3 separate regions of the Sus scrofa genome follow, and all the other regions are linked to region 1. Evidence: chromatin contacts called from public Hi-C and HiChIP or PLAC-seq data. All regions are on one chromosome and are shown on one strand. Each heading gives the region's core, a stretch centred on a gene start, on an enhancer-like site or on the middle of the called end of the contact. The rest is flanking DNA. Distances are from core to core; before and after follow the strand shown.

Region 1 (4,838 bases), core at 873-3,372:
CTGATGATGGCATACACCTCCATCTTTACTCTCCATCCTTGGTATTCTTTTACGTTACTTAGAGGTAACAAGAAACTTATTGAGATTCAAATGCTCACTCTCTTCCAAGGTACAAAAGTGGTACAACTACTACCTATATCAAGTTTTATTGAAAACCACTCTCTCCTATTCAGGTAAAATACACTTATACTGCTAGAAACGTAGAGAATGAACCCATCCCGGCCCTTGATTTTTTGCCATCTCTCCAGAATTTATCAGAACATCATTCACCACCTTTGAGTATTTTTACAAGGGGCGACAGTAGAAATTAGATTACCCAACACAATTCCATCAATCTAAGGCCTACACATCTCAGCCTCAAAAGCCTTGTTTTTTTAATCCCAGGGCAGAAAACAAAAACAACTGAATCATACACCACACACACACAAAAGTGATTTGGTCTTGGAAGCCAGGTGATTCAAGTCCTGTCCAGGCCTAAGATAGCCTCTTGAGCCTTGTGTCCCCATCAGTGAAATGCAGAGGACTCATACTTCATACTCAAGCATACTGTAAAAGTGGATGGAGAGGCCAGTGTATGAGGTCAGCACAAGTCTGGTGGTGTCTGCTGGCTGCCCAAGCCGCACCCCCACCCCCCACCGCCAGCCACCCACCTCCAGAGACAAGTGCCAGGACATACTATAGTGTTTCCATTTAAGGCCCGCCACTTGGATCAGCCCATCTCTTGAAATTTCTTACCACTACCTTTCCAGGAAGAATTTTTTTGGGGGGAAAGGGAGGTGGTATCTATTTTTTGCCACCGCCTTTCCTTGAGCTGTCAGAGCAGTCTGCATCTCTGGGACAGGATTCTTTTAAAACCACTGGGTTGATCTGTGTCTAAATGCCAGGGCTTCTTTTCGAAAATACAAAAAATCTCTATGAAACAAGTTTCTTTTCTCATCATCTAACCTCAATCACAGACACACACTTCAAAAAAGAAAGCAAAGAAAGCCCAATAAAATTAACATCCACTGTATTACTTGGCTACCTCTCTCCCAGAGCCGTATTAAGCACAACTTTTTCACCAAGACTTTTCCTCTGCTAGGAGGTTGAATGTTTTTTTTTCCCTAAGTAGCTTCCTCTATAGCTTCTCTCCCCTGCAAAGAGCGTTCAAAACTCCGGAGGAAAAGGGGGGTCGGAGCTGAGTGGGAGACAGATCTGGCACAAACTGGGCAGAGCTGAGATACTCAAGAACCCGACGGGTTAGTGAGTCCAACAGTCCGAGGCCCACATATATCAGCGCGCCCAAGGTTCTAGCCTCACTGTTTTGGTTACAGTGTTGAAGGAAGGGTTTTAAACTTGGCAAAGTACCGTGCAACATCTGTAACCACATTTGCCTTCTGGGGATCGGAAGATGAATCCCACATTCCTGGCTTTGAAGCTTTTTGAAACTGCAGCTAGGAAGAACGGAGGGAGGGAGGGCATTGAGCAGAGTTTATTGGCTGTCTCTCCAGCAGAAAATTCCTCTTGGAAGAGACGGATATTTTGAAGGTGGGGGGTGATTCGCCCATCCCTTTACTCTCTACGAAGCTCAGCTAGGAAGGTGAGCCCCGTGGCCAGGCGGCCAGATCGATTTACAAGTCAGAGGCGCACACCCTGAAGGAGTTCACTACATGCATATGCGCACACACATACATACATACATATACACACACACACACACACACACACACACACACACGACCACCCACTCCTTGCCTCTGCCCTCTCCCATATCCCACTGGCAGTTCAGGGCCACAGCAAGACAGTTTTTTTCCGCGGCTGCTTCCCCCACCAAGAGTGGATCGGCTTGGGGGAGAAAGGAATGAAAGCGAGGGGGAAGCACCGCTGACGCCCACCCTCCCACCCCCATTCCCTGCCCCTTCTCCTGCCTAGGCTCCCTCCTCCCACGGTCCTCCGGTCTCTGGCAGGGGCGGCCGGCGACCTGCCCTCACCTCTGGTCCCGCGGCGGCGGGGGGCTGAGCCGGGGAGGCGGAGTGCGAGCCAGCCGGGCGCTGCAGGTCGGCGCGGCGCGGGGCGGGGCGGGGCGGTGCAGCCGGCGAGGGAGCCCGGAACTCCGCGGGGCCGAGGGCGGGCGACCGGCCCCGAGCGGCGGCGGCGGCGGCGGCGGCGGCTGCGGCGGGCGGGTACGGCGAGCCGGTGCTGGGGGCCAGGGGCTTTCCAGCCCTGGGGCCGGTGCGGCTGGCCGAGGAGCAGCCTGGCAGAGACAGCGGCGGCAGCGGCAGCGGCAGCCACCCCGGGAAAAGAGCCGGGGGAGGGAGGGGAGGCGGGGTGAAGAGGAGGCGGAGGAGAAGGAAGGGGAGGAGGGCGGGCGGAATAAACTTCCCGAGGCGCTGCGGACAGGGCTGGGAGGACTGCAGCGGGCGGGGCGGGCCGGGTGGGGGCTGGCCGGGGGGCGGCGGGGGAGTCGGTCACTGAGAGTAGAAAAGTTCCCCCAGCGCCGAGGGGGAGGCTGCGGCGGCGGCGGCGGCTGCAAAGAGCAGGAGCGGGAGCGGGAGGAGCGGGAGGAGGAGGAGAAGGAAGTGGCTGCGGAGCGCTCGGCCAATGAGTGTCTGGAGCTGTGATTAACCAGGCAGCAACACATCATTTCCTCCCGGCGCGGTTCCAGGGAGCCGGGAGGGAGAGGGAAGGCGGCGGGGCGGGGCCGTTCCCGCGCCCCCTGCAGGCGCCCGGCCCGGGGCGAGCCCGCCGAGCCCCGCCGAGCCTGGCCGAGCCGCCCCCGGCGCGCCCCACGCTGTCTGGCCAGCCCAGAGGAGGCTGCGAGCGCGCCTCCCGCGGGGCTCCTTCGAGGCGGGGAGGCGGCGGGGCAGGCCTGAGCCGGGCTCCCGCGGCCAGGGTGGGAGGCAGAGAGGCCGCACGGCGGGGTGAGAGCCCAGGTAGGCGCGGGCGGGGCTGTCTGGACAGCTCCCGGGGGCGCGCGGGGTGGGCGGGCCGGCGGGCGGGCTGCCTCCCCGGCCCGGGACTGCGGGTTGCGAGCGGTTGGAGTCCTGCCTGGCCGACTGGATTCTCACAGAGAAGCCTCGGCATTCTCATCCAGGCCATTTCTGACCTGCCTTCAAATCCCCTTCCACTTTGCTCATTTCCCCTCAAGGTCTGGGGTTATGCAAGAGCTTGCCATTTTCGCAGTACACCTCCTTATTTAAAAAAAAAAAAAAAAAAAATGGGGGGGTACAGGGGCGGGGGTCTGCGGTAACCTACCGCTGTCCTAGGCGCCATGAGAGCTTACAGTGGAAAGGAAGGAACATTCCCCGCCACAGAGAGGCTGACAACCTCGGTCCTTGGATACACAAAAACACTCCAGTGTTCTAATATTATCCAGAGCATCAAAAAGGCATGCGAGGATCGAATTTTGCATGGTGCCTGCAGAGTGTAAGGAAAGCACCAGGCCATTTTCTCTACCCTCTAGAAGTTTAGAATGTATAACCCCATCACAAAGCCAAATATAAGCGTGAAACCAATAACTGGGAATACCATAAAGTATTTTTATCTCTGCAGGTTCATTCATGCAGCAGGCATTTACTGGGTGACTGTCTGCTGTACTGCAAAAGGTTGCAAAGAAAATGGAAGATCTGGTCCCTGCAGGTCAGGAGTTGACAATTTAATTAGAAACACAAAGCAAATATACATGAAACTGCTAGAAAAGAATACCTAGGTATTATATAAGCACAAAGATGCAGAAGGCTGGGGCATTTTTCCATAAGGGGAAGGGCTTTATGATTGGTGAGAAACAGGAGAAGAAATTCCAGGTCAATCAAACAAGAATCCTTGTATGTATCCTCCCTCTGTAGAACAATGTGACAGAGACCTAAGTGTCAGCCCTGCCACTTAAAAACTGTATGATCTTGGGCACGTTTTTAACCCAAGACACATTTTTAACGTGAGACAGGGAATATAGCCTGTCTCATGAGGTTTATTGTGTAGTTCAAATGAGATTACATACATGTGGGAACTTCCCAAGTTGTGTAAATATGCCTCAGTCCGGTCCATTTTTGGAGTCTTCAAGTTACTGACCTCTTCTTAGGAACCTTTATAGTATCCTCTAGGCTGTAAGCTCCCTGAGGGGAAGGACCAGGTTTGGTTATGTCTACTGTGTATCATCATCCCTAACAGAGTGGCACAGTAAAGGTTTGCTGAGTAAGTGAATAAATGAACTAATGAACCCTGTTATGCTTTCAACTGTTCCTTTTATCTCTTTATTATGTGGCTGGCTCAATGCAAAGCCCTCTAACTCAACCCTCTTGTGACTAAGGTTGTATTCCAGGAGACTCTCTGGGAGGATTCTGGGTAATTCTTCTGACCTTGTAACAGATGAACTGATTGAGTAATTGTGTGTGTGTAAAACAAGAATATACACAAGAATACAGCCCTTCACACAAGCCCCACTCACACAAGGATAAAGCCCCAATATAGTCCTTTGGCTTGGATACCTTAATCCAGGGTTTCTCAACCTTGGTATTATAGACATCTTTGACTGGATAATTGTTGTGGTGTGCTGTCCTGTGCAGTGTAAGTGGTTGTGCACCATCTTTGACCTCTATCCATTCGATGTAAATAGGATACCCTCCACAGTTGTGACAACCAAAAATGTCTCTGGACATTGCCAAACTAGGGGGTTGAGGGTGGGCCTAGAGATGACTCTCAGTTGAGAACCACTGCCTTACCCTGACATCTAATCCATTGGAAAATCACACCAGTAAAATAACTTGGAGGAAATATATCTTCTGTTATTCTAAGATTCACAGATCTCCTCCATCATATGTTTCAAGGAGCACGACTCTTGTTAATTAATTGCCTGCTGCATT
Region 2 (4,838 bases), core at 1,018-3,517, 100 kb after region 1:
CGTTCCAAAACCCCCAGTGGATACCTGAAACCCTGGATAGTACCAGGCCTTATATAAGCTATGATTTTTCATATACATACATACCTATGATAAAGTTTAATTTGTAAATTAGACACAGTAAGAGATTAACAACAATAAACAATGATAGGATAGAATTATTATAACAATTTCCTATAATAAAAGTTAAGTGAATGTAGTCTCTCTCTCAAAATGTCTTTCACAAATTTAATGCCATTTTCAACTTAACTAAGCACTTTATCACTCACTGTGGCCATAATTTTGCAGTCTGAGGTACGACAGCAAAAACAGCACAAATTTCTTTTTCCTTCTTCACAATTTCTTACCACAGGTCTTAGCTCAGCATAGTTTCCCTAACCTTATTGAGAACTTTCACCTTTCCACTTAAAGGAAGCCCTTTACAGCTTCCCAGCTTCCTTTGGGCGTATCTTAATTGCCAGCACCATTATTCTTGCACCTTGGAGTCATTAGTAAGTAAAATAAGGGTTACTTGAACACAAACACTGAAATACCACAAACACAGTGGATCTGATAACCAGAGAGGGCTACTCTGGGACTTACAGGTGATGCGCAGATTAAAGGGAAGATTCAAGTCCTGGGCAGGGCACCCAGAGAGACGTAATCACGCTATTCAGACCCTCGCGAGATTTCATCATGCTCCTCAAAATGGCTTGCAATTTAAAACTTACAAATTGTTTATTTCTGGAACTTTCCGCCTATTATTTTGAGACCGTGGTTGACTGAGTAACGGAAGCCACAGAAAGCAAAAGCTGAGATGAGAGGACAACTGTACATATGTCTATTCATGAAACTTTGCCAGAGTGTTTCAGGAATGCCAGTCTAAAGGGTAAATTGACTATTTTGAGAAGATCGTTACTTCTTTAGCTTATTAGAAATAAGCCAATGTGAGATTAGTAATTATCTTTCAAAATGCTAAATTACTTATTTGATTCTGTGGTATTCCAGGCATACAGTAGGTGTTCAGTCAATGTTTGATGAATTATAAAGAGTACCTAAATAGCTTTTACCAGTTCCGGAGAAGTGGAAAGGAATGCTATTTGACGTGGGTTAGCACTGGAATTTTTCCTAAATACACAGATGTTTGAAGGCTTTACTCAATAAAATACTGTACTAGTACAATGAAGTTAGTGGGTATCTTGTTTCCCCAAAGTTAATGACTTTCTCAAGCACTTGGCTTTCTTACCATATGATTAGTCCCATTATTTCTAGGCCAATCAATAGGCATGATTCCAAGATTAAGAGCAATTCGGATCATTATTCTCCTTTCATCACATATCCATTATTTTCTGTTTGAATAAGACCTGTAATCAGGGTTATTTACCAATCTTTATGGTGAAACTTTAAACCACTGATTATTCCTGTCTTCGCAGGTATTAAACGCCATTTCAACCATCTTTTCAATAATTTTGTAGTAGCTAATGAAGTCCATTTTTCCAGATTTTTCAGTCCACTGACGGTATATTGAACCCCCAAGAGTCTTTAAAAAGTATGTTGTTTAATTGGTGGCAGCTGTTCCTTAGGAAGTTACCTAAGTATATAAAAGTGTTTTTGCCATTTAATAGCCTTAAAAAAAACAAAACAAAACATACACACACAAAGTTACTCTTAACATATATATGGAGTACATATAAAGGTCCCCTGAAGTTCTTTGATAGCAAACATTTCAAATATAACTAACATACACAAGAAATTATAGGACAGTATCCTTTAATTTGGGATTTAATTACTGAAGCTTAAAATATATATATTCTTTTGGTACTGTGGATAGATATCTTCAAGAGAAATTACTAATTCTTTGTAGTTAATTCTAAAGCATGTACATTCTATATTACTTGAATGCAACATTTTCCTGCTTTGTCCTTGAATTCTTTCCAGAAATCATTAAGTACTGGATACATACAGTAATAGAGATATGCTTAAATGTCACTATTAATCCAGTTTATAACCACTAACTTCTTACATGAGAAATTTCAAAAAGAAACGCTTACACAGACATCTAATGTCCAAAAGAACCAGAGCCAAATATAATGACTTTACAGCTGAAAGACAGCCAACATGCACATTTTCTGAGTGTGGTTTTACCGAGAGTCTGCACGCAGATGAAATATGAATTTTAAAAACATAATCTTCATGGAAAAAGTCCTTCTTGTCATAGCACTGGGCTGACTTTCAAGCCAAGGTCAAAGTCCTTTCTGCAGGTCTATTTTTAGGTTTTCCATTTCTCACCAGGACGCTCTTGGTTTTGCATTAGTGGGACACAGGCTGCATCGTGCTGCAGAAAGAGGAGGGACGCCTCCCCTCTGCAGCTTTCCCTGCTGCTGTCCGCAGACTCTGCAGACTCCCTGCCTCTGCATCCCAGGGGTCAATTGTCACGCTCCAGCTGCCCCCCAACCCCACCCCCTGTGGTTACTTTGCCCCATTAAGCAGGGTGTTCCTGAGATAGCAAAGGCATACTTGGCACTCTCCCTCCTTTTGTCTCTCGGATTTTCTGAGACAGGGGCAACCTCATGTGAGTGTTATTAATCAAGAATTGTCTAGATCTTCAAACTAAACCTGAAGGAAAAAGTAGTGAGGTCAAAGTGATTAATTTAGATTGAGATGGAAGAGATCAGGATAGAAGAGCCTGTTGATAGAAAATGTCAAACGCCATTCATTTATTTTTGAAATTGATTACAGAGCACATAGAAGACTGTAATAAAATAAATAAATAAATGCATTTCCCTTTCATATTATGGCCTTTCACTGAAAGAGACAGAGGAATGAAGAGAAAGGATCAGGAAGAAAGACAAGCAAGCAAACTTGATGTGGGCAGGATCTCCTCCGAGGGGAAAACATCTAATAATAAGCACATATATTTTTCTCTAAAAAGATCACTTGTTTTTTAAGAGGAGTATTTTCTTTAAATTTTTTTTATTAAAGTGTAGTTGACTCGCAATGTTGTGCCAATTTCTGCTGTACAGAAAAGTGACCTAGTCATACATATATGTACATTCCCTTTCTAAGAGGAGTATTTTCTAAATTTGTTATAAGCAGTGATTTGATTTTATAAAAATTTAGAAGCATAGACATCCATAAAACATTTTTTTCCTAGTTTTCAATGAAGAAAGATATAAATAATGCTGTTCTGGATGTTGGAGTATATTGTAGCCACTCCTCATGCCCCCACAAAAGTTTACTTTCATTGCATAGCAGCCCCATCTGGTGGTTATCTGTAAACTTTCCACTAAAGATACGTTGCATTTTCACAGTTCTGGGCATAAGTGGGATCCTCTCTTAATTTTCCCAGTAGGTGAGATGAAGTTAAGCAGGAAAGACAGAAGAGCAGGCATCAATTCAGTTTAAAAGGCCACAGATTGGAAAGGGGAATACGTGGCAGGGATTCAGTAAATGCAGGTTGAATTAATGTTGAGTGAAGTGGGAGTTGTGCTAAAAGCTGAGAGCGAGTGTGGTGAGGCCCCTAATGAACCTGAGAAAGCATTTGACCTTGCACTTCTCTGCTTCACTAGACCTGGGAGACTGGCTTACCCATCTCTGTAGCCTGACCTCTTAACATAGCTTTGCAGTGTCAGGCCCCTGCCCTGGGAGCACACTGGATTTACATGGCTGTGTTTCAGCTGGAGGGAATCCAGCAGCCAGCAGGACAGAACAAGTGATCAGCTCAGGGAGAGTGGAAGCAGGACTCTTTTTTCATCCTGTTTGCCTTTTTTTTTTTTTTTTTTTTTTTAAGGGCTGCATGTGCAGCATATGGAAGTTCCCAGGCTAGGGGCCAAATCGGAGCTACAGCCGCCGGCCTACGCCACAACCATGGCAACACCAGATCTGAACTGCAACTGTGACTTACACAGTATGTGATGGCAGCGCCAGATCCTTAACCCACTGAGCGAGAACAGGAATTGAACACGTGTCGTTGCACAGACAACGTCCGGTCCTTAACCCGCTGAGCCACAACAGGAACTCCTCTCCTCTGCTTCTTAACTGGCTCTTTGCCACTTCCAGGCCCACATCTTCATAGCTCTCTAACTAGTGGCAACAGGCATGTGATAATATTAGTTCTTTCTCCTGAGAAGGAGGAGGGTGCTTACCTATCGGTCTCCTCTGCATCTTTAGGTATCTGGTCAAAAACGCCTTCACGCGGGAGTAAAGGGAGCTCTGAGGGGAGAACAGCAAAGGAGCACATGCTGGGGAGGGGAAATTTTGTGCCGCTTGTTTGGACAGAAGGCAAGCCCAGGGGTTTTATTTTATGTTGTTTACGCAGGAAAGTCACAGATAGGGGCTTCCCAAGAGACTGTCTTCTGTAGCCACTGTCTGCTCCAAGCCATTCCAAGAGCTGCCTCTTACTCCCACAGCTGGCAGAAGCTGCTTCTGCCGGGTCCCTGATGGGGAAAAACTGAGCTATTTAGGATTGAACTGCCCACCTACTGTTAAGTAATGTTCTGTCTCCAGCGCAGTCTTTCCATGGAGGAAAATGTGCTGTAAATGTGCTGTACACTTGGCTGCAGCCTCGCCTACGCATTTGCTTGACAGGCCTGAACTGCAGCTCCGAGGCCCAACTCTGAACCAGCAAGTGGTCTCTGAAGACTCTTCTGGCATCAGCATCCAGACTACAGCTGGGGTGGGTAGGGCTGGCGACTAGTCTGCGAGGAGGGTCTGGTGGAATCAATTAGGAAAGTTAAGCAGGGGAGCCCATCAGTGGATAATTGCCTCTCCTGGAACAACCCCATCTAGCAATACTCCCCAGAGTTATTCAAGCAGTGGTGGGCCCTGTAGCATGGGCCTTGCTGCAGCATTAAGCTGGAAGG
Region 3 (4,838 bases), core at 856-3,355, 87 kb before region 1:
CTGGCCGTCTCCCTCTTCTCCCGCGATACCCGGGGAGTGCACGGCTGCTCCAGGGAGGGTTTCCTACCCAGGCTCTATCTTGAAAATTCTGGTTTTATAGGCAACCTTAAATGAGGGCTGTACATGGGACCAGACAGCAGAGAAGGCCCTCCTAGATCCCACCTCTCTTTTCCTTCCAGTGCCCTACTAGACCTTTTTCTCTGGGAACCAGGGACAGAGCCTCAAGGCTGCCAATCTTTTCTCTACTTACCACCAGCAAGCCGCCACCACACCCCCACACCCCTTCCGGAAGCTTTCAAACCACAGAGATAAACCCTTCAAAAGATGGGCAGGGCTCCAATTTGTTAACAACAAGTCTTAGAATGCCAGCCTCAAGGCATCGTGGCACCCAAAGCTAATGCGAAAATGTCTAGAGTTAGTTAAGTTCAGCTGATATCCTCTGCTCTAGCTCCCCATAGTACCCCAGCCCGAGAAAAAAGCACAGAGGGAACAAGGTAATGTCTAGACAATTTTCTTTCCAGCCCAGATGAAGCCAGACAGAGTTTTTTCAAGGGTGAAAAACAGGGGTAAAGCCCAAGTTTTTGATATTGCTATCATCCCATCTCCCAATCAAGGGAGGCCCTTCCAGGTCCAGAACTCCATGAAAGGTCAATAAAGAATGGAATCCCATGTCTTCAGTCCCACAAATACATGCCTCATGCATATGCATTCCAGCCTTAATAACTGGATCTTTGCTTTGTCTCTTTACCCCATCAATCTAATTAATATGGTCCACAAGGATTCGTGAACTTCCAAATTCAACACACTTAGAAGACTGGATTCTTCATCATAGACTAAAGATCCTACAATCACCATGAGACAGTTGAGAAATGTTCATTTTGAACTTATTCCCTTTTACCCCTGAGCCCACAGAAAGGTTCCAGGTGCCTACACTCAAGGTGGAAAGAGAAAGCATTTCTTCAGAGGGCTGAGAACCAGAACTGGCTTCTCAAACACCCCTCCCTCACTCCCCTCATCTCTGTGGCACAGCACACCATTCCCAGCTTCCACAATAATCTTGGACCTTGGCAGAAGAAAGGCAGCTAAATCTGAGATGTGTCACGAGGCCACTGGCTGGAGAGCAAGAATATCTAAACACAAACCAAGGCGAGAGCAACCGGCCAGGGTTTCCGCAGACTCCCTTTGGCTCCGGTGGCTGTGGAGCAGTGATGGCCTAAAGATAACCCAAGTCTCTAAGAAGGGTCACTTCTAAATAGCAGCTTTAATACCACCAGTCATTTCAGAAGTATTTCCTTCCAGAGCCTGCTTCCATCCACACTGGTGTGCCAAGCCTACCCGATGGTGGCAAGCCCGCCGAAGAGATGAAAGCCCAGAAGGAAATGGAAAGAGTCCCAAAGGGAAAAAGACAGCTCCTAACATGCTATGATTCTGTTCTGTGCCCGCACTTGGATTGCTGAGAAAGACTAATCTAGCAAAGAGACACCTTATAGAAGTGATCTACTGTCAATCATTGGGAATTAAAGAGCAGGCAGAAAAGTCAAACAAAATAGTTTGACCCTGTGCCTCCACTGAGGCAGGTAAATCAGGATGGCTGCCACTAGGAGTTTCGTCAGAAAGCCTTTTCCTCCGAGAGGAAACATTTACCTCTTGGTCTGTTTGCTGGACCACAGTTTGGCTGAGCAAGGAAAATTGTATGGCGTCTTCAGCACATACTGTGCATACGCAGCCACTGTGGTCACCCACTGACCACAAAAGTGTCCACTGAACTGCTCAGAAGGGCCTGCTGCTTTTTTGTTTCCTTTTAAGCCATGGCCAAAGTTCCCAATATCTTCCTGAGACCCACTGAGATCCACTCAGCCCTCACCTGTCCACCAAGTGAGCCCACACTGTCCTAATGGCAGGTGGCAGGGGCTGGTGTACAGGCGACAGGTGCGCAGTGGGCTATTTTCAGTTGCTATCAGCTCCATCTTGAGCTGCACATGCTCAGTAGGGCAGGCAAGTTCTGGTTGCATTTCAAACTCTGGGCAGCCAAGAGACGTACACCTTTCACAGCTGCCAGGGCAACCAGCTGCCCAGTGCTCCTCCCAAGACGGGAGCAATGAAAACAGTGTAACCTGGCCAGCCACCATGCCAGTGAGCAAGCTGTACCTCTCATGTCACTGCCGGGGTTATTCTGAGCGGGGCTTATTGACACTCCATGGCAACACAGGAACAAAGGGCCAGCTAGAGGGATTTAAATGTCTTGCAAAAGTTGCTAGAAAAGTCAGCAGCTCAGCCTTCTGTTTTCATAATAAAAGCAGCAGTGGGATTATTATTAGGTTACTGTCGTCTGCCGCTGTTATTATTATTTGTGACTACCTGTCACAAAGGTCTACTCTTGGAACTAAGGTTTTGTTTTTGTTTTGTTTTTGTTTTGTTGGTCACCATCAAGTTGCTATAGTTGGGATGCCTTTGAAAAGGAAGTATGTGGGCCTGTCTGCCCCAACCCTGTGGGAGGACTAGTTTTTCCTGTCCCTTCACCTCTCATCTGGCTGTACATAGCCTGGGATCCATTTCCACCACACAACTCTTTCAAAGCACCCAAACTGCACATGACTAATCTTCCAAGAGCTCTCCCTGCCCTAGGATCCAAGACAAACACCTCAGGCACAAGGCCCTGCCAGACTAGTGGGGCCTCCACTCTCAACCCAAATGCCTTCTAGAGGCTGCTCTGGCCATGATGGACCGCCCCGATGGTATCCGTTCCTCTGCCTAAAAAGTCCTCAGTCCTTCCTTTGCTGGTCTAATGCCTGTTCATCTTTGAAATCCAGCCTTCCTGGAAGGCAGTCCCCAATCCCAGCCCAGTGTGACAAGAAGGCCCTTTCTGTTGATACCCCCAGTACTGTGCTGTAATCTTTATCTCCTCCAACTCAACTGTGACTCCTTTACAGCAGGAACCCCTACTTCTAGGTATGTGGACATCACCAGTGCTATCCGTGTGCTCAAGTTGATTTATCAACTGGAAGAATGTAAGCTTGTCTTCTAACTGAATCTCTTTTACCAAACTCAGAATAAATTCTTTGAAAGGATGTGCTTTCATATCACATGCCCAGCCCAGATCAGTTCCTCAGTCTCTTATTATCTTTTTTTATTACAATAATTATTATTGTAGCCAACATTATTCATTCGTTTGTCAAATATTCATTGAGCTCCAACTACATGCCAAGCACTGTCTTAGATACTGGGGAGAAAACAAAGAATGTCACCAAGCGTCGCCTCTCACTTTGCATAGATGACTCTGCACCACCACCCACTTACTGTCCAGTGTGGTGCTGTGGTAACAGCTCTTGAGAGGCGCAATAACCTCTACATGGAAAGACACAGTAAAAAGAAAATAGCTCATGACAGTGTTTGATTCTGTCACTCTCCTGAGAAAGGCTTGATTCCTATGCATGGCCCAGATCCCTCCTTTCAGAAGATGCTCTTTGATCAGCCACACCAATTTAACTATCAAAAATTAGCCTAACCTTTTGCAAAATTGACAATGTGAAGCATATGAACTAGGACATGATATAAAAGATAAACAGAAGCCATGATTCTGTGACTCTACATAGCATTCTGAAGCACTAACTAATCCACCACAGTAGTCAAATTCTAAACTGGGCTGTGGGTTTGTTTTTTTTTTGTTTTGTTTTTTTTGGGGTTTTTTTTTTGTCATATCAACTCTTTCCAGCTTTCCTGGATGGGCCTGCTTTTTTGGGGGAGGGTTTTTTTTTTCCCCCATTCAAACTGGCTTGGTTATAAGTACCAGAATTTGGAAGGTAAAACACAAAAACAAATGCAGCAAATAATACACAAAAGAGACCATCTCCCACTCAAAATCACCATTTGAATAAAGAAAAATACAGGCAGAGGTTTTAGTTTTTGTTTTAAGATGAATTTCACCACCCGCTTCCAAGAGGAATTTCTCATTCTGTCTCCTTTTCCTTCTCTCCTTCCCACATCCACCAAATATACATATCCTCAGAAAGTCCATGTTCCACTGTAACCCATAACAAAGAATTAGATGCAGCATTACCCTGGATCGAGGAAACACCCAGCTCTGCACAGCTCAGATTCAGCTGATTAGAATTGGGCAGCAGCTGTTCCAGTGCTATGACCAAATGTAAACTTTCCTCTTTCTGTCAAATCACTGGCTTGGAGAGAGGACAGCCAGGCTACATGATGTTGTAAAAAAAAACCCACACACACACACAACAGGTCTGAGCCAGCTCTGTTGGAAACTATCTGGGTTAGTTGTCAGAGCTTTAATCTGAGGACAGCAGGGACTTCCAGGCAGTAACCCTCAGGAACAGACTGGAGTTGTCCTTTTTTTATATTTTTAGGGCTACACCCACAGCATACGGAGGTTCCCAGGCTAGGGGTCAAATGGAGCTACAGCTGCCAACCTACACTACAGCCACAGCAACGCTGGATCCTTAACCCACTGAGCGAGGTCAGGGATTGAACCCACATCCTCATGGATACTAGTCAGATTCAATTCCACTGCACCACGATGGGAACTCCCCTGGAGTTGTCTTTTTTAAACTTATGATGGATGATGACCCACGTGTGGGTAGCGAAATCAATTTAGCGGTTCCAGATAAGCTTTCTTACTTTCTGTTTAAATGAACTAAAACTGAATAGAATATAAAGAGAAGAAATGGGAAAACATTAAACAGTGAGAGTAATAATCACTCTTCCACGATATTTTCTTTTCAGATGTGTGTGAATCCTACTCCAGAATGTTTCTAAATGTAGATGCACTGGGTCCAACCCTAAAATGTTTCTTACTGTGAGTCACAGTGAAAATTCTGAAG

Evidence for each region. A called contact is a pair of places that touch in the nucleus more often than the background predicts. HiChIP or PLAC-seq counts read pairs in DNA pulled down with a chosen protein or histone mark.
Region 2: a Hi-C map of skeletal muscle shows a contact between it and region 1, with 5 times the contacts expected there. The contact joins the enhancer-like site here to the promoter of ACVR1 in region 1. A contact is called at or near these places in 1 of 5 promoter capture datasets (liver), 11 of 47 Hi-C or Micro-C datasets (alveolar macrophages, embryonic fibroblasts, fetal heart ventricle and 6 more) and 1 of 2 datasets of contacts at active chromatin or transcription factors (skeletal muscle).
Region 3: a contact with region 1 is called in an H3K27ac HiChIP or PLAC-seq map of skeletal muscle. The contact joins the enhancer-like site here to the promoter of ACVR1 in region 1. A contact is called at or near these places in 1 of 5 promoter capture datasets (liver), 14 of 47 Hi-C or Micro-C datasets (brain, embryonic fibroblasts, fetal skeletal muscle and 5 more) and 2 of 2 datasets of contacts at active chromatin or transcription factors (alveolar macrophages and skeletal muscle).

Annotation. Positions count from the first base shown.
Region 1 is chr15:64,889,531-64,894,368 of Sscrofa11.1, forward strand. It overlaps ACVR1 (activin receptor type-1), which reads right to left and starts at 2,123. Exons shown (of 11, transcript XM_001927798.7): 1 at 1,971-2,123.
Region 2 is chr15:64,993,889-64,998,726 of Sscrofa11.1, forward strand. No RefSeq gene overlaps it. Among named protein-coding and RNA genes, the nearest start is that of UPP2, 92 kb to the right of the region's middle. Within about 2 kb of position 2,268, at least 8 of the 83 cell types and tissues checked have an H3K27ac peak or open chromatin away from gene starts, as enhancers often do. A contact at or near this core is called in skeletal muscle, where this site is marked.
Region 3 is chr15:64,802,511-64,807,348 of Sscrofa11.1, forward strand. All of the region lies in intron 3 of ACVR1 (activin receptor type-1), which reads right to left. Among named protein-coding and RNA genes, the nearest start is that of ACVR1, 87 kb to the right of the region's middle. Within about 2 kb of position 2,106, at least 14 of the 83 cell types and tissues checked have an H3K27ac peak or open chromatin away from gene starts, as enhancers often do. A contact at or near this core is called in alveolar macrophages, fetal skeletal muscle and skeletal muscle, where this site is marked.